3 separate regions of the Sus scrofa genome follow, and regions 2 and 3 are each linked to region 1. The links are chromatin contacts, called in public Hi-C maps. All regions are on one chromosome and are shown on one strand. Each heading gives the region's core, a stretch centred on a gene start, on an enhancer-like site or on the middle of the called end of the contact. The rest is flanking DNA. Distances are from core to core; before and after follow the strand shown.

Region 1 (3,262 bases), core at 256-2,755:
TTTTTTTTTTTTTTTTTTCCCATTAAAAAAGGAAAGAAAAAAAAGACAAATTCTAGTAATAGTAAGATGAGACACAAGCACCTCCAACTCTTTTAGGCTTCATAGGCATTTTCGTAGTTCTCTGACTTTCTGACTTTCATCCTTTTGGGGCGCTTACAATGTATTCCCTTATAGCTTAGCCTATCCACACACATTCCGTGTTTCTCAGGACTCTGTCGTCCACTGCGGCGATCTCATTCGGTCTCCTGGCTTCAGTCACTATCTCTCTTCTGGCGATTTGCAAATCTTGTCTGGTTCAGATCACTGTTCATACAACTCTCTATTACACAGCGCCCCCTAGACGTCCAAGTCAGCATTTCCAAACCCCAGCCTCGATTCTCCCTAAACCAGCTTTTATCATTTGTCTCGCTCAAAGAGGCCAGAACTCTGGGCATCACCCCCAGACTTCCCTTTCTCAGACTCCCTGTCAGTCGGTCTCTAAATTCTGTCAAGGCCTCCTGCCTAGGGCCTTTTGTATTGATTCTCTTTTCCGTTCCCCGCTGCCAAGTCCGCAACACCTCTGGGCTTCCTGCCTTCAGGTATTTCTCCTGCCTAGATCTTTTTTTGCTTCATTCCTTTCCTTCTTTTCCATCCCTCTAGCAAGCATGGAAAAGAAAAATGTAGAGACTCTTTCCTGTCTCTGCCAGTCAATTCATAACTTCTCTCCACTGTAATCTCTCACCATGAATTCCTTTATCTTCAGTGGTGTGTGTGTTTCAGTGTTTGCTTTTTGTATTTGAGATACCGAATCACAAGGAATTTGTGGCTGAATTGCCACAATCTGTTTAAAAATATACTAAGGCCCATTCAAAATCCATTTTAAGAGCACCAGCCATTAACTCAGTTTTCTTGGTGCATTTGGATGCACCAAGGCAGGGACACAAGAACCATCTTTGAACTAGGTATTATTAAACGCTGGCATGAAATAGTTGCAGAATGCAATAACATTAAGACCTGAAAATGAGAGCGAGAGAGGACAGCGAAGAAATTTTAAAAGGGGGCATTAAAGCATTGCAGGGGATGCACCAAAAGCGTTAGCCCCACCGAGCCAGCCAGGAGTCGAACCTGGAATCTTCTGATCCGTAGTCAGACGCGTTATCCATTGCGCCACTGGCCCTGAGACGACTTCTTCGTTCTCAATGATGACACTTCAAGCTTATACTGCAGGGTTTCATGGGACGTGTAGTCTCTTACCGGAATTTTACCAGTACATGAAGCATTATGGGAGATCGAAGTTTGTCGAGAACCAGACCCTGAGATTGGTGACTCTTCCGGAGCCGTGCCCTACGTCACTGTGCAGCCTGCGGATTGGCAGGAAGAGCCACTTCCCACCCCTCCTCCACTTGCTCGGGACCCTGGGAGACGCTTTGGTTGTCAGGGAGACTCGTCCCGCCTTCCGGGGGCTTTTTTTCGGCTTTGTGATTGGCTGCCAGTGTCAGGGAATCTCGGCGTGGACTGCGCGAGGGAAAAGATGGCGGCGATGGCGGTCGGCGGTGCCGGTGGAAGCCGCGTGTCCAGCGGGAGGGACCTGAATTGCGTCCCCGAAATAGCTGACACACTGGGGGCTGTGGCCAAGCAGGGGTGAGGGCCTGGACTTCCGCGAACAGAATGCGGGGTCGGAACTCGGGGACTGAGAGGGGCAGACCAGTCATCCCTGGGAAGCAGGGGTGAGGGGGTCGGAGTGGATAAGATTAGGGTGGGAGAAACCGCTAGTCCATGTAGGGAGAAGCCTCCGGCCCTGGAGCGTAAGAGAAAGAGAAAGAAAGACATATTGGGAACGTGTGGTCCCTGAACCCCAAAGTCGAGAGAGTTATCAGGTAAACTCAAAAAGAGGGCGTACGACCTCAAGGGCCCTGGAGAGCGAGGTGCGAGGTTCTTGTCTCAGAGTGGGAGGAAGTGTTATGGGGCTAGGGAGAGGAGAGATGAACCTTGAGGGCTGAAGCCTGGGTAGTACTGGAGCAGATCTGGATATGACAGTCTTGGAAAATCAGTGACAACAGAGTAGAAAGTCCACGTGGCGTGGATTTTCATCTTTTCTCTTTTCTCATCTTTTCCATGGCTCTGTTCTGGGAAGAAATTGAGGCACAACGCAGTGGAAGTGATATTCCCTAAAATGGGCCGAATTCAGCAGCCCATTCGAGTGACTGACTAATGGCAGCTGAAAGGGTTGTGCAGAATGGAGATAGCCTAGTCCAATTGCTTGGATCGCTGGGCACTGCTACTCTCTTTACATGACGATTCTGGGTCTGTCGTGGTTGTAGGTTTGATTTCCTCTGCATGCCTGTCTTCCACCCGCGTTTCAAGAGGGAGTTCACTCAGGAACCTGCTAAGAATCGGCCGGGTCCCCAGACACGATCAGACCTACTGCTGTCAGGAAGGGGTAGGGACCATCCCACATGCCCCTTAATTATTAGAGGCAGTAACAACTTATGTTTTATCAGTGCCTTCTTCCTCTTCCTTTCTTGACCTGGATGTATTTGTTCAACCCTGGGATATGGATAACTCTTGTTCTCTCCTTGCTTACTGCTCAAAGCCTTAGTTTCCTATTCTGCATCAGGCTTTCCTGTATCTGTGATAGAAAAAGCCTTTTGTCTCTCATCTCTACTATTCCCTGTTAAGAAATAGAAATTGAATGCATAAAGTGCTGAACCTCACTCAGTCTTTGTCTTTCTTGGGTTGGGGAGTGCAGACTGGAATACACTAATTGTGGGCAAGCTTTCCCCATGGATTCGTCCAGACTCAAAAGTGGAGAAGATCCGCAGGAACTCTGAGGCGGTAAGACTGACATCTTCACCGAATCTTTCTAAAGATCAGATCTGTAAACAACCTGGATGGGGAGAACAGATTTTTCCCCTCCATAACTTAGTAAATCTGATGTAATGCACTTAAAGCTGTTTGAGGAGTTCCCCTTGTGGCTTAGTGGTTAATGAATCAAACTAGCATCCAGTGGGGGAAAAAACTGTAACTGCAATGTATACATCTAAGGATGACCTGACCCCCTTGCTGTACAGTGGGAAAATAAAAAAAAAAAAAAAAAAAAAAAACTAGCATCCATGAGGATGAGGACAAGGGTTCAGTCCCTGGCCTTGCTCAGCGGGTTAAGGATCCGGCATTGCCGTGAGCTGTGGTGTAGGTTGCAGACATGGCTCAGGTCCTGAGTTGCTGTGGCTGTGGCGTAGGCCGGCGGCTTCAGCTCTGATTGGACCCCCAGCCTGGAAACCTC
Region 2 (3,262 bases), core at 530-3,029, 1.1 Mb before region 1:
TTGCTGTGGCTCTGGCGTAGGCCGGTGGCTACAGCTCCGATTCAACCCCTAGCCTGGGAACCTCCATATGCCGCGGGAGCGGCCCAAGAAATAGCAAAAAAAAAGACAAAAAAAAGAAAGTTCTCCAGTCAGGGACTGAATCTGAGCTACTGCAACCTATGCCTCAGATGCAGTAAGGCTGGATCCTTAACCCACTGCATGCTGGTAAGGGATCAAACCCAAGCCTCAGCAGAGACCCAAGCCACTGCATACAACGCTGGATACTTAACCACAGTGAGAACTCCCACAACAAGCATTTTTAATGGAACACAAAAGAATTAAATAAGAAAAGAAAGAAAATACCAAAGTGGGTTGCATGTAGTAAGGGCATGGTTTCCTGAACTTTTGCTTGAATCCAATATGTGCATATAAACGCACAAGAATGTTGAGTTATATTTAAAAAATTTTTTTTCTTACTGTGAATTTTGGTTTAAAAAAAAAAAAAAAAGGAAATCCAATGTTTGAATGAATCACCTCTTCCACTTCCTCCCATTCTTCTAACAGCTCTGTCCCCTAAACACACCTATGCATCTTACCTCTGGGCCTCTATGCACACTAATCTTTCACCTGCTATCCCTGTCCTAATTTCTCTGATAATTCCTCAAGGTCATGAAGAAATATTCTGCTTATTCTCTACTTCTGAACTTCCAAACTCTCCTTCCCTCTAGGTCCACATCCCTCTCCTGTAATACTTACCAGGTGACTGGGAACCTCGATGCCTGGCTCTCTCAGAATCCAGAAGAGTGCCTCCCAATACCTGCAGCAAAGTTCTGACCACGAAGCTGCCATGTGTGTCTCCACAGTAGAAAAGAAAATCATCACACACCTCAGCAGCTAGTCCCAGGACCAACTCCTCCACGGTCTCCAAAGAATCATCCTTCCCATTCTCCTCCTCTTCCTCCTCCTCCTCCTCCTCTGCAGGGCTCCCTAGCAATCGAGGCAGCTGCAGCAAAGCACTTTGCAGTACATGGACCCCACATCGATGGCAGGCCACAAAGCGCAAGTTGGGGCGCAGAACAGCCCATACTCGACACAGCGGTTTCAGGGGACTGAACCCTAAGAGTTCCTGCAGCATCTCACTACCAGTCCTGTTTGTAGCCAGGGCCAGGGCCTGAGCCTCCACTTCTTTCAAAACATTGTGCACCATCAGCTCTGGAAAAACAAAAAAAAGAAATATATCGAAGAGACCGAAAGGAGAATAAGGTTATGTTCCATCACCTATCCAAGGGGCGGGGAGTAAGAAAGGGGATACAGGAGATAGAAACTAAGTCCCTACACCCCGGGGACCCACGAAAATGTCCTTGCCTGTCCTGAATTTTATGCCCAACGAGCCCCTTCCTTGATCTCACCCCGAAGTTGCTTCCTACCTCGTTCTTCTCCTGCCTCGGGGGCCTCTTTCAGCGCGGAGAGCGCCCGACGGAAATATCCTAGAGCTTCGGAGCTCAGGTGAGGGTGGGCATCTGTAGCTGGCTCCGAGCGCCCCTCCGGAGGCGGGCAAGGTTGCTGGCGGCTTGATGCGGGGCGCCCCGAACCCTTGGCTCCGCGTCCTCGTTTGCCGCCAGCTGGGAACCCTCGCCCCGCCGGGTGGCAGGAGCGCGGGCCCAGCCCCATGGCTGCTCCGTGCCCGCTCCGCCAGCAAAACCTTCCTTAGCGGCCAAGGAACACTCACGCAGCAGGTGAGGGCTGGGGCAGGGTAGAGTTTAGACACGCCGGCACGCTCAGGGCGCAGCGTTACACGTCAGAGCCGCGCGACGGCCCCTTCCGGGGTGGGCGTGGCTGGGCCACGGGATCGCCCCGCCCCTGTTTGTGGGGTCCCCTCGCACATCTGAAGTCGTGCTTCCCTCCGCGTCCACGGCGGAAACCCGGCCAGAGCGCGGACTTCCACCCCAGCGTCGTATTCTGACCCGGTTGACGTCGCCTTGTCCCGCCCCTGAAAACGGAATTAAAGTCCTCCGAGAACGAGCGAGACGGTGTGACGAGTCCAGAGGCAGCACAGGTGGCAGGTAAGAGGCACGAGCCCCCTCCACTTAAGGCTTACGGTCCCTGGGCCCCCCGCCCACTCCACTGCCTCCGGACCAGTGGCCAGAGCTCTAGATAGTACAGGACTCTGCGTGGACGCGCCAGAACTGTCCTGCCACAGTCTCCCACCCAGTCAGCCCCACTCATAGTCCCAGTAGGTGGCCGGCCTGGACAGCCTCACACAGTCCCCTTCTAAACTCCTTGGCTTCCCAGAAAGGACAGCCAGCCTTGTCCGGGAGCCTGCACTAGTTGGCCCCCTCTGAAACTTCTCTCCCTTCAAAGGATCTCAACCTTGGCTCTCCCTCTTACCTTTGTCAGAGGCCGCCCCCGACATACACAGTCTTTTCCTCAGAGCAGGTCTTTGCTTCCACAGATTTAACCCCTTCTCTTGTGAGTCATGGTAGCACCCATGCAGGGCCAAGTGTGCGTGGTGACAGGTGCTTCCAGGGGTATTGGCCGTGGCATCGCTTTACAGCTCTGCGAAGCAGGTGCCACAGTTTACATCACTGGCCGCCATCTTGACACGCTGCAGGTCACTGCCCAGGAGGTGAGTGCGTCCTCTGGGACCCCAGGGGCAGAAACCACCTGAGGGAGCTCTTCCCATTAACTTCCCTCTAATTCCTTACCTGAAACCATGATATTCCTCAACAAAGCATGAATATGTACCGAACGTGGGATAAATAAACGCCCTAGCTTCAGGTCACATTTTGCCACTGAGTGAATTTTATGAAAAAAACTTTCTGTTGAGTGTTTCAGGGATTTTGAAATTGCAGCTAAAAGTTGTGGACCTATGCCTTTTCTCTAATTTAGTCAAGACTTTATTGAATCGTATATTTTTGCTTGACTTTTCTACTGGATTTCATTTCAACATTGGGATGATTTTGATTTGCTAGGCACTGGGTGAAGCACTGGAATTAACAAGATTAGTAAGACATAACTTCTGCTCTTAAAAGAGTCCAAGAGTTCTCTAGTGACTCAGTGGGTTAAGGATTTAGCATTGTCACTGTTATGGCTCTGGTTACAGTTGTGGCATGGGTTCAGCCCCTGGCCCTGGAACTTCCATGTCTCAGGCATGGCCAAAAAAAGAAAGAGTCCAACAGGAAGTCCAAGGCAGAAACGGATCATTTCAATGTAATATTAATGCAGTAAGTGATAAGATAAAAGTAATTGATGTGATTATGGAAAGTGATATGTGTGCACAGAA
Region 3 (3,262 bases), core at 535-3,034, 1.1 Mb before region 1:
CAGCATTTATTTGTGGACTTACTAATGATGGCCATTCTGACTGGAGTGAGGTGGTATCTCAGGGTAGTTTTGATTTGCATTTCTCTAATAATCAGTGATGTTGAGCATTGTTTCAAGTGCTTGTTGGCCATCTGTATATCTTCCTTGGAGAAATATCTATTCCGGTCTTTTGCCCATTTTTCCATTGGGTTGTTGGCTTTTTTGCTGTTGAGTTGTATAAGTTGTGTGGAGTGCAGTAAATTTAAAGTGCTGAAGGAAAAAAGCCCACCAACCTAGACTTCTGTATATATCAAAATTATGTCTCAAAAGTGAAATATAACTAGAATTTCATACATGTCTGATCTGGGTACTTCGGGACCTCCAACTAGATGCCCCCTGGGCAGCTGAATATGTGGGGCACCTCAGAAGACTGATCTTAAGTGGAGACGGTGGGGAGCCATTATATCTAGGAAAGGAGATGCCCCAAAGAAAGGGTAATTTCACTAAACCCCTGTAAGGCAGTCAGAGAAGGTAATTAATTCAATCAACAGAAAATGTACATTGTGTGCAGAGGTTCTGTTCCTGGCAATGGAAATGAGAGGCACCAGAAACTGTGACAAGGAGAAAGACAAGTAAAACAGTCATTTACATTAGGGGACTGACTGTAGCAAGTGCGCGGAAGCAATTTGAAAAAGAAAATCTATTTTTATTATTTACTTTAGCACTTCATGATTAAAAAAGAAAAGATAGCAAACATAGAAAACATAGAATATTACCTAGTCTCACCATCTAGAGAAAAACAGGGTAACAATCTGATGTATCTTTTTTTTTTTTTTTGTCTTTTGTCTTTTTTTTTGTTGTTGTTGTTGCTATTTCTTGGGCCGCTCCCGGGGCATATGGAGGTTCCCAGGCTAGGGGTCGAATCGGAGCTGTAGCCACCGGCCTACGCCAGAGCCACAGCAACGCGGGATCCGAGCCGCGTCTGCGATCTACACCACAGCTCACGGCAACGCCGGATCGTCAACCCACTGAGCAAGGGCAGGGACCGAACCCACAACCTCATGGTTCCTAGTCGGATTCGTTAACCACTGCGCCACGACGGGAACTCCTGATGTATCTTTTTAAACTTTGTTTTCGGGTTTGTTTTTGTTTGTTTGGTTGGATTTCCTTTGCTTTTTTAGGGCCACACCCGTGGCATATGGAAGTTCTCAGGCTAGGGGTCGAATGGGAGCTACCGCTGCTGGCCTCCACCACACCCACAGCAACGCTAGATCTGAGGCGCGTCTGCAACCTACAGCAAAGCTCAAGGCAACTGACCCTCAACCCACTAAGCAGGGTCAAGGATCGAACCTGCATCCTCAAGCATACTAGTCAGGTCCGTAACCCGCTGAACCACACCAGGAACTCCCTGTATTTTATTTTTTAAAGGCGGGCGCCCTCTTCTGTTCTGTGAAAGGAAGAACAGTTGAATTCTTAATGGCAGCGGCGCGCCGCCGGGAAAGGCTTTGCAGGCGCTGGTTTGGGTGCCGGGATTTAAGGAATCGTATTTGAGAGGTGAAGACAATGGAGAAAGGAAGTGGCATAGACCTCCTTCAAAGACCAAAAAGCTAGACCTCAAAGAAAGACGTGACTTCTCTATATGCTCCGCAAAAAAACACCGAGGCCAGGGGCGGGACCCAAAACTGCACTCGCCACCACCCACCGGCCGTCAGCAGAGCAGGTCACAGTGGGCGGGAGCCGGCAGCGGCGCAGCCGGATCTGCGGGGGCGTGGCCTTATGACGCGACGTCACGTCTCCTCTGCCTGAAGGCCCATTGGTTCTCCACTGCCACCCTTTTCCGGGGTAGGGAAACTGGTGGCAGAGCCGAAGCGAGGTAGCCGTCCGGTTAGAGACTGCGGCGGCGTCTAAGACACAGCAACCTGGTGCCAGTGTAGCTGGCCAGCTTCTCCATTCGGGCTGCATCCAGAGTTGGGGAAAAAAACCCTAGAATTCTAGTGACCCACGGGAGGGTGTGGACTCAGATCGCGAACTATGCGGCGCAGACCAAAATAGCGGAGTCGGAGGGCCACCGGAAGCCCCACCCCTAGGAGGAGTCGCGAAGCCTCGCCTTGGAGGTAGGAACCAAAAGGGACGGCCCCTGGGGTGGAGCCCGCCGGCCATGGCCGCGCCCCCGGAGGCTGGTCCCGCAGCCCTGCGCTTCGCAGCCGCAGCCAGCTGGCAAGTTGTGCGCGGACGGCGCGTGGAGCATTTTCCGCGAGTATTGGAGTTTCTGCGATCCCTGCGCGCTGCTGCCCCTGGCTTGGTTCGCTACCGGCACCATGAACGCCTGTGTATGGGCCTAAAGGCCAAGGTATTGGAGTCAGTAGGACCTGGTTGAGGGGAAAGGGGAGGGATACGAGGTCCTCTGCTGGACCGACCGCTCTGGAGTGGGACTGGTTGGAAAAGGGTAGCTTGCCCCGACGTGGGGATTCTGAGCTCAGTATTCTTCACAGCTGGTGGTGGAGCTGATCCTGCAGGGCCGGCCTTGGGCCCAGGTTCTGAATGCCCTGAATCACCACTTCCCAGAGTCTGGACCTGTGGTGCGGGACCCCAAAGCCGTGAGTCGTCCCTGGAAGAAGCCCTACCCCCAGTTAACACTTAGGGCAGCACAGTTGCTCCTCCTTCCTGTCACTGGTCCTGATGTCCCTAACTTGTTTGCTTTCCTTACTCCCAACAGACAAAGCAGGATCTGAGGAAAATCTCAGAGGCCCAGGAAACCTTTTGCCAGCAGGTGAAGCAACTAGCAAAGGATTCTGTTGATTTGGCTTCGAACCTACAGGTGGGACTGGCAGCTTTGGAAGCTATGGTGTAGCTTTTTCTTTAGTCCTTTTCTGACCTGCTTCTTTCCTTCCTGCAGGGACTTGAGCAAGAGTATGGGGAAACTTTCCTGGCTGCCATGGAAAAGCTGTTTTTTGAATACTTGTGTCAGCTGGAAAAAGCACTGCCTACACTGCAGGCACAGCAGGTTTCTGGGAACAAAACACATTAAGGGTAGAATGTGGGTGGTTGTGTCAAGGACTGTGGTCTTTATGCCTCTCTTCTCCTTGCCCACAGCTTCAGGATGTGCTGAATTGGATGCAGCCTGGAGCTTCTGTCACTTCTTTTGTCCTGAGCCAGTATGTTGTGGACATGGGGTGGCCACCTCCAGGTACCAGGACCATCTCTGAAAACTAAGAATTTGGGGGTGGAATGTCTAGCCTGAGACTTTTTTTTTTTTTTTTTTGTCTTTTTTGCCTTTTCTAGG

What was found. A called contact is a pair of places that touch in the nucleus more often than the background predicts.
Region 2: a contact with region 1 is called in a Hi-C map of liver, with 4 times the contacts expected there. The contact joins the promoter of DHRS1 here to the promoter of PRMT5 in region 1. A contact is called at or near these places in 1 of 5 promoter capture datasets (liver) and 1 of 47 Hi-C or Micro-C datasets (liver).
Region 3: a contact with region 1 is called in a Hi-C map of heart right ventricle, with 3 times the contacts expected there. The contact joins the promoter of TINF2 here to the promoter of PRMT5 in region 1. A contact is called at or near these places in 1 of 5 promoter capture datasets (fetal liver) and 1 of 47 Hi-C or Micro-C datasets (heart right ventricle).

Annotation. Positions count from the first base shown.
Region 1 is chr7:76,109,500-76,112,761 of Sscrofa11.1, forward strand. It overlaps PRMT5 (protein arginine methyltransferase 5), which reads left to right and starts at 1,506. Exons shown (of 17, transcript NM_001160093.1): 1 at 1,506-1,620; 2 at 2,301-2,419; 3 at 2,729-2,814. The coding sequence starts at 1,511. It overlaps TRNAR-ACG (a tRNA gene), which reads right to left and starts at 1,156; the gene lies at 1,084-1,156. It overlaps LOC110261594 (a long non-coding RNA gene), which reads right to left and starts at 1,286. Exons shown (of 3, transcript XR_002345942.1): 1 at 1,105-1,286.
Region 2 is chr7:74,990,341-74,993,602 of Sscrofa11.1, forward strand. DHRS1 (dehydrogenase/reductase SDR family member 1) reads left to right here and starts at 1,780. Exons shown (of 9, transcript XM_003128543.4): 1 at 1,780-2,042; 2 at 2,432-2,605. The coding sequence starts at 2,456. It overlaps NOP9 (nucleolar protein 9), which reads right to left and starts at 1,768. Exons shown (of 10, transcript XM_001927718.4): 1 at 1,407-1,768; 2 at 736-1,191. The coding sequence starts at 1,650.
Region 3 is chr7:75,055,007-75,058,268 of Sscrofa11.1, forward strand. It overlaps TINF2 (TERF1-interacting nuclear factor 2), which reads left to right and starts at 1,785. Exons shown (of 8, transcript XR_002345917.1): 1 at 1,785-2,329; 2 at 2,472-2,576; 3 at 2,696-2,797; 4 at 2,876-3,262.